Linked DNA regions of Zea mays: region 2 is linked to region 1. Evidence: chromatin contacts called from public Hi-C data. All regions are on one chromosome and are shown on one strand. Each heading gives the region's core, a stretch centred on a gene start, on an enhancer-like site or on the middle of the called end of the contact. The rest is flanking DNA. Distances are from core to core; before and after follow the strand shown.

Region 1 (4,227 bases), core at 1,405-3,904:
AGCATAGTGCACTCCTTATATATATAGAGACTCCTTACCTCCCGGAAGGGATATTATAGGGGGCATAGACGTCTGGTGCTCCCTACTAAGGCTCTCTCTAACTATTTATTGTCTATCACCCTCAACCGAACATACCATGCCCAGAAAGCCTCCAATGGTCCCCGTACATGGTCACTGCATATACGGGGGTGAGAGATTCCCCACATATGTGGGAAGAAATCTCCCTGTATGCGTTTGAAGATGATGTTGCGGACTTGTGGTCACATGCCAACCGAGGATCAGGACAATAGCACAGAGGAGCGGAGCGGTAGCGAAGGAGTGGAGTTGCGCCAACAGGAAGTTGCACAAGTGAAGCTACATTGACAGGAGTGCGGAGGAGTGAAGCTACAATTTCGGGAGATTGGAGGAGTGGAGATGCGCCAACGGGTGCGAGGAAGAGCGGAGCTATGCCGATGGGAGCATGGAGTAGTGTAGCTGCGTCGACGGGAGCTTGCCGGAGGCCGGAGCGAAATCTGCGCTGGAGGGAGCTCGAAGGAGTCAGAGAAGGCGTGCTATGACCTGAAGGTGAGCCCGTCGGAGATGGAAAGGGGAGGCACTGTTCGCTTCAACGCAAATCTGGCGGTTGTTTTTTATCCTCTTTTCCTTGTTTAGGGGGAATTGATAAGGCAAATGGTTGGAGATATACTCTACATAGTAGAAGTATAATTTTTTAGAGTGATATTGTAAAATATAATAGAAAGTACATGTAGTATAAGGGAAACCGTTGGAGATAGCCTAATACTCTAGAAACATTTACGGTGTTTTAGAGACAGTCTCACTAGCTTTAGGCTGTGATCATGTAAAACATTATTTTGTATTGCAGATAATATTGTTATAGAGTAAAATTTAAAATAAAAGGTGAAATATGAGGGCGGCTGCCATCTCTGTCCCTCGCTACCTTTCACATCTTACCGCACAGCACAACCTATAATTCTTGTGTCTACAAGAGCCAGCGGCAGCCACAATGAGGACCACTGTGACGAGACTCGAGTGTAGGAATACTAGTTTGGATCCACGGTTAAATTTTAGACCCGTCACTTTTAATGATTAAATACTAGTTAGATATATTAAATATAGTCTAATTACAAAACTAATTATATAAAGAAAGACTAAACGGTAAGTCAAATCTATTAAATTTAATTAGTCAATGATTCGATCATGTGCTGCTACAGTAGATATTTGCTAATCATAAATTAATTAGGCTTAATAAATTTGTGTTGAAGTTTGATCTTTATCTATATAATTAGTTTTATAATTAAATTATATTTAATACTCAATTTATATTTAAACATCGAACGAGAGACGAACTAAACTTTAGCGAGGAGAACCCACGATCTCTGACCAAGCGCCACAGCTACCGAAGGTAGAGTTTGAGGTACTGTTTGGTTCTCTAGACTAAATTTTAGTTCCTATCACGTAGGATATTTAGATGCTAGTTAGAAACATTAAATACAGTTAATTATAAAACTAAGTACACAAACGAGAATTAAATGTAGTCTATTTATAAAAACTAATTATATACATAAGAACTAAACGACGAGACAGAGTTATTAAACCTAATTAGTCCACGTTTTGCTTATGTAGTGCTACATTAAACATTTGCTAATCATAGGTCACTTAGGCTTAATAAAATTTGTCTCATCCTTTAGTTTTCAGTTGTGTAATTAGTTTTATAGTTAGACTATATTTAATACTCGTAATAGACATTCAAATATATGATATGATACGAGCTAAACATTAGTTACTAGAACCATACATATCTAAATTATTTGAGTTAGTGAAAGCATGTCTTAATTATACTATACATATAAACTTTTATATATATATATATATATATATATATATATATATATATATATATATATATATATATATATATATATATATATATATATATATATATATATATATATATATATATATATATATATATATATATAGGGGCCCGTTGATGTCGTTACGGGGCCTGTATATTTCTAAAGACGGCCGTGGGCCCTCGATGGGGTCCGGCAAGAGGGGCAAGGTCACTTTCCTCTTCTCGCTGAAGCAGGCGAGGACAGAAGCTGTGACGTGGCTGGCGGACGCCTCGCTTCCGCGAAGCTTCGCAGGTCGATCGGTCAGGGCCGACCACGCCCCCGCGCTGCCTGTCGCCGTCTGCTCCCCAGTCCCTGAGAAATTTTGCCCGGGTCCAAATCACGGCAAGGGAGGGCTTCCATGTCCCAGTGGGAGTAGTAGTTAAAGAGAGGACATCCATTGTGGAAAGAGCAGAGGAGACGAACACCCACTACCACCTGGACTGGACCTGGTTGGTTGATGCTCCTAATCAAAGTCAACTCTCTTGACCGTGCGCCTAGAACCGCCCGGTGAACGTATCACGGCCGTTCGCCTGTCCTCACACGGCGTACGGGCGGTCAGCCAGTGAGCCCCGGCCCGGGGAACGGAGACGGACTGTTGCTGACTTGCTGTGCTACTCTAGACGTCCAGCCAATGCTGAAAACCCGAGGCTACCCCTTTGATTTCCATCCCAATGTTCCGAGCATTACCAAGGGCACTTCAGTCATGAAATCACGTACTATAAGTAACTTGCTCACCGAACTCACCACACCCAAATCATCCGCGAAACCACAGCTCAGTTCGGTGAGCGCAGCGCTCGACCATCAGACATGGGCGTCAGCGACGGCGACGGCAACGGCAACGGCCCCAAGGCGAGCGAGGAGGCGGTCTCGTGCGAAGGGAGTCCCGAGTATAGGTTGCCGTTCTCCAAGCCGCACGTCCCCAGCCCACCGCAGGTGACCGACCCGACGAACTACGCCATGACTGGCAAGATCCTGCTCGCCGCGGCGGGGGCGTTCGCGGGCGTGCTCCTGGCGCTCGTCGCGCTGCACCTCTACAACAGCACACGGCGGCGGCGCCTCGGCGGCAACCAGCGGCGGCTGTTCCGGAGCCTGGCCATCGCCGGTGGCGACGAGGACCGCCGCGACGGTGACGGAGAGGGAGCGCCTCCCCCCCATCGCGGCCTCGATTCCGCTGTGCTCGCCGCGATACCGGTCGTGCTGATCGAAGCGGGCGCGGATGCGGGGGGCGGGGACTGCGCGGTCTGCCTCGCGGAGCTCGAGCCCGGGGAGAAGGCCCGCGCGCTGCCGCGGTGCGGCCACCGCTTCCACATCGAGTGCATTGGCGCCTGGTTCCGGGGGAACGCCACGTGCCCGCTCTGCCGCGCCGACGTCGTCGTCGTGGCGCCGGGCGCTATCGTGCCAGCCGAGGGCGGGGCGCTGTCGGAGGAGGTGCGGATAGACGTGGCCGGGGACGCCGTCGCCGCGACGCCCAATGGATCCACGGTAGTGCCGGTGATGGGGAGGTTGCATAGCGGCCGGGATCTTGAGAAAGCCAGGCGGGTCTTTGCTTCCACCCGATTCTCTTCCTTCTGACAGGGCTCCATTGGCTCCCACAGCCACAGACTACAGGACCTCGGAAGCTTCCTCTGATTTTCGCACATGGACACCTCGATTGTTTCGGAGCGTTCTGCCATTAGACTGTACATAGATTTGTTGGTGATGCCAGCTGTGTTTTGCCATGATTTGTAGTACGATTTTTTGCGGACGAACTCATGGACATATCTGTCTCGACGTTGACTCGAGACATGTAAACTGCTTGGATGCTATTTGCTTCACAACATTAATGATTGATAGTTGTAATAAATTTGAATAGGTGGAGCTACTAATGTGATATTTTATTTCGGCTGAATCTAAACAAATATAATCTAACGTTATCAATTATCTATCACGTTACAATATGTAAACAAAGTGCTCGCAGTAAAGGACGCCCTCGCGTCGCTCCGCTTGGGGCGTCTCGGGGGCAGGCAACCAGGCCGCGCCACCACCGGTCCACTCCACACTTGCCCTTGCCGGCCGGTGCCGTCGCAGCCGGCGGCAGTGGCGGCTAGCGGTGGCTGTCGACCCAAGTCGGCTTCTCCGCGACCTCCCACTCGTGCCTCCTCTTCTCTCTCCGTCCCCTCCCCACCCTGCTCTCCTCTCTCCCTCCCCTTCGTCGACGTTGGGTGGGGCTCCGGCGCGTCTTCGGCCAGATCCGGGGAGCTCGTCTTTGGATCTATGGTCCCCTGCCATGGATCCAGTTGTCCCCGCATGGGACCCGTCCGACGACGCTCTCCGGCTCCCGGCATGGAGGGCC
Region 2 (4,195 bases), core at 58-2,557, 190 kb after region 1:
GGACCCTTAGCGCGAGACCTCTTTTGTTCATCTCGTGGTATGAGGTCATTAAGAAAACAAACTAATACCACGAGGGGCTAGTTTTGGGAGCCTGCTCTAACCAAAGGTCCTCAAAACACTGAAACATTAATCATCTCTGAGTTTATTTCAGGAGTGATAAGATCACCTTCGTCCTGATGGCATCCATAAATATGAGGCGAAGCTTAGAGCTTTAGCATCTTGACTTGAGCAAGGCATAAAGCATTGGACTGGGTGGACGAAGGAAGGCTTTGGATGCATGTGCGATACGTCCCTAAGGAAAAAAGACGATGGTACTCTTCAGAGGCTTTGTAGTTTACATGTATAGGGATCAAGGCCATAATTGTAATTTCATAGGAAGTTGTATATCGTGTTGTCTCTATAAATAGAGGTACAGTGCCCATGTAGAGGCCCCACTCCTTTTGGGCAGAGGACATACTTCCGTAAGCTTATTCGAAGGTATACCTATAATTACATGTAATCAGGTAAAAGAAACAAGCGAAGTAAACATGTGTTATGTTGCGGTTTCGTCTTTGTATCATTTTATTATTCGTATCTAAACATTCTTACTTTAATCACCCTTATTTGAGAGTAGATTATTGAGAAGAAGACCATGTCACTTTAATTATGTTGCCCTGTTTTGGTTCTCCTCAAGAATCTGAATAGGTGATCAATATTGGCGCCCACCTCTAGTGAATCCACAACAAAAACAAGTCATTCGTCATGCCTCCAAAGAAAAGTATAGTTGTGGGCTCTGTTATTAGTCCTATAGATCAAAATCAAATTGAAGAAGCACATCTTCTCGAAAGACGTGATCTAGGAAAAGTCAAGAGCGAGGTTGTGGACCCTCCACCACAAGATGACCTCGACCAAGAAATCCAAAATCTTGAAGCCATTCAACGTCAAGTTGAGAAGCAGAGGGGAAAATGCTTCAGATTCCTCACTTGCAATGACAAATTGACGAAGCATCGGAAGTATATTGTGCCACATGACGCAACAAGACGAGCAACTAGAGGATCCATATCACCATAGAAATCTCCACTCTGAGATGGGCGCCAATGTTGATCATTTGTTAAGATTCCTGAAGAGAACTAAAACAGAGCAACACAACTAAAGTGACAAGATCTTCTTCCCTTTAATCTATTCTTAAGGGTAGAATAGATTAAAGGGAACAGGTTGAATAACCATAAATATGTAATAAAACACAGGGCTGAGGCTTTGAGTCAATATACTGTAAATTTATTTCTTTATTTATCCTTTGTCGATTACCAATTATTACAAGTGTACCCTCCAAGAATTCGAAGAATGCTCAAATGTTCGAATGCTCAAATGTTCGAATGCTCAAGAACTCCAATTATTACAGCGTTTTCTCTTTGAGAAAAGGAGTCATCCCTACGTATGAGTACTGTTCATCTATTTATAAGGACGTGAGGGTATACAAGTTAATATAAAATTACATCTATGACCATCATCGTCTTTTCCCTTTGCAAACGTTATGCGGATGCAAATTAAGGCCCGTTTAGTTTGAAGTACTAAAGATTGGTCCCTCAATTTGTCACATTTAGTCCCTAAATTGTCAAACAGTGGGACTAAAACATGGACTAAACTATTTTAGTTTTTAGTGCCTCAAGGGGTGACTAAAAGGGACTAAACCATATAAATTCTACTTTTTGTCTCTCCTTTATTTTAGATACACTAATGGTGGGAGAATGTAAGGGATATTTTAGTTCTCTTATGATTCATTTAATGTGTTTTGAATAATTTTAATCCCTAAAACCAAACAGGAAAACCAAACAGGGTAGGAATTAAACTTTAGTCTGCTAACTAAATTTTAATCCTCAAACTAAAGGAACGAGGCCTTAATCCCTCCTTTATTTCCCTGGTGCTTCCTTTCTGTGCCGCAAGATGCTTCAGCTAGACGTTGATGCCGAAACTTCCTCGTTCTCTCTTTAGTCTATATTAATAACCTTTGGCAAATATGAATCGGTTATCCCTAAAACAAATTAAATCATAAAGTGGTTAAAATTTATTAGTTTTTGATTACCTTCGGCAAACAGGTGATATGCCGACTAGGACCCGATGTCTAGGAACATTTATATCTCCGGAGACTATTGGTCGCCAGTCGCCACGCGCACTCACCGCTATCTTGATGATTGTGTCTGTCTCGCTCTCGCTGCTCCGTTCCTGTTCTTCCGCTCCTTCTCCCCACCTCGTTTTGGCTGATCAAAGTTCTTGTTCGCGAACACTTTCCTCTGCCTGACACTCTGAGTTCTTGGTTAATGAGCCTGTATAGACCCATCGGCCATCACCAGTTCACTACTCGCCAATCGACATGTCAGGACAGAGCTCAAGCTCCTATGGTGACACTGATCCTGGCACAGACAGGGCATACAGCACCACCTCCAGCAGCATCCGGTGGGGTCCGCACGGCCGCGGCATGACGGCCTGCCTCGTCGTCGTCAATGTCGTGCTCGTCGCCCTCGTCTACCTCTACTTCTGGAGGGTGTTCTCCCGCAGAAGCGCCGCGTCCCCCTCAGCAGCTAACCCCACGGACCACGACGACGATGCGTCTTCCACATCGACGCCGCCGTCGCCGCTATCGTCCCAGGACCAGCACGGTCGCATCGTGGCGTCGCTGCCGACGTTCGTCGTGCGCTCCGGGTCCGGCGCCGGCGCCGAGTGTGCGGTGTGCATCGCGGAGCTGCGGGACGGCGACGAAGGGCGCGCGCTGCCGCGGTGCGGGCACCGGTTCCACGCGGCGTGCGTCGACGCTTGGCTGCGGCTATAGATGGCCAAACGGGCCGTGCTAAATGGGCCGGCACTAAGCACGGCACGGCCCATAGTGCTTCGGCACGACACGGGCACGATTCATATAGTGCCAGTGCCGGCACGACACGAGTCTAGTGCCGTGCTTGGGCCGCCACCCCGGCACGATGGCCTGGCACGAGCACGACACGATTAACTGGCCGGCACGGTTAGGCACGACTTAGACCAACATGTGGTTTATAAATGTGATTGTGATATGTGTATGGGGTTGTACATTGTTATTTGTTGTGATTTACACATAATGAATTCACTTTATAATGATATAAATATTCAAGTTTTAAAATTATATATATAATCTTAAAGATCTTCTATATTTTTTTATCTTTTAAAATGAAATAGTGTCTGGGCTGGCACGGGCACTATTAGATATTAGTGTCGTATAGTGCCGGCACGGCACGATTAGGCACTATAGTGTAGTGCCTGGGCCGCTGGTTAGGCACTAGTGCCGGCACGGCACGGCACGATTACTAATAGTGCCTAATAGTGCCGTGCCTAATAGTGCCGTGCCTAATAGTGCTTAGTGCCGTGCCGGGCCGGGCGGCCCGTTTGGCCATCTATAGCTGCGGCGGCGGCACACCACATGCCCGCTCTGCCGGGCCAGCGTCGTCGTCGCCACGGAGGAGGTGGGGCCCACCAAGGGCAGTGGCGTAACGGACACGACGACGACGACCGTGGCTCTCGAGGATATGGACGCACCGGTCTAGTCATTATGACTGATTGATTGCATTAGTTTTGTTTTGTGTACTTGTGTGGGAAACGACGACGTCAGGTAGTAGTCTTGGGTCAATGGAGTGTAGTAAGGGAAGCATTATCTTGTTCGGATGACTCCAAACCAGCAAACTGGTTTTGCAAGCAAGATATAACTGTTTTGGCGTCAGTTAAAAAGGAAAATCAACATTATCTCGTAGCGTCATTAGAAGTATGTTATCTTGTATAAAAAATATCAAGTATATACGATCGTCGGTTTCAAAAACACTATAATTTTAGCTTTTACCTAAACTCTTATGCTTTCTTTGTTCTATATTTTCTTTTCATAAGGCTGGTATATAGCATGTGCTAACATTATAATACTAGAGAGAGGACGTGAGAGAGTGTCACACCCGGTTTTGAAAAGCAAACCGAATGCAAATCATGTACGTGTCAGGATTACAAATTCACGTACACAATGATTACATAATTGTACATTATTACACAATGCTCAAAATAATAACGGAAATAAGTACTTTATTACATCACGATGTCCAAGACATCCATAGAGTCATTAACTTAAGTCATAATCATAATAAAAGTGCTAATACGAAACATAGTATGATAAGGCCTTTACAGACAGCTGACTCGAGGTTTACCACTA

Evidence for each region. Hi-C and Micro-C count contacts between places; a contact is called where the count stands out from the background.
Region 2: a contact with region 1 is called in a Hi-C map of leaf, with 4 times the contacts expected there. The contact joins the promoter of LOC100281312 here to the promoter of LOC100278939 in region 1. A contact is called at or near these places in 3 of 25 Hi-C or Micro-C datasets (ear and leaf).

Annotation. Positions count from the first base shown.
Region 1 is chr3:55,979,875-55,984,101 of Zm-B73-REFERENCE-NAM-5.0, forward strand. LOC100278939 (RING-H2 finger protein ATL3) reads left to right here and starts at 2,655. Exons shown (of 1, transcript NM_001174227.2): 1 at 2,655-3,758. The coding sequence starts at 2,703. The coding sequence ends at 3,467.
Region 2 is chr3:56,176,104-56,180,298 of Zm-B73-REFERENCE-NAM-5.0, forward strand. LOC100281312 reads left to right here and starts at 1,308. Exons shown (of 1, transcript XM_023301970.1): 1 at 1,308-3,130. The coding sequence starts at 2,351. The coding sequence ends at 2,806.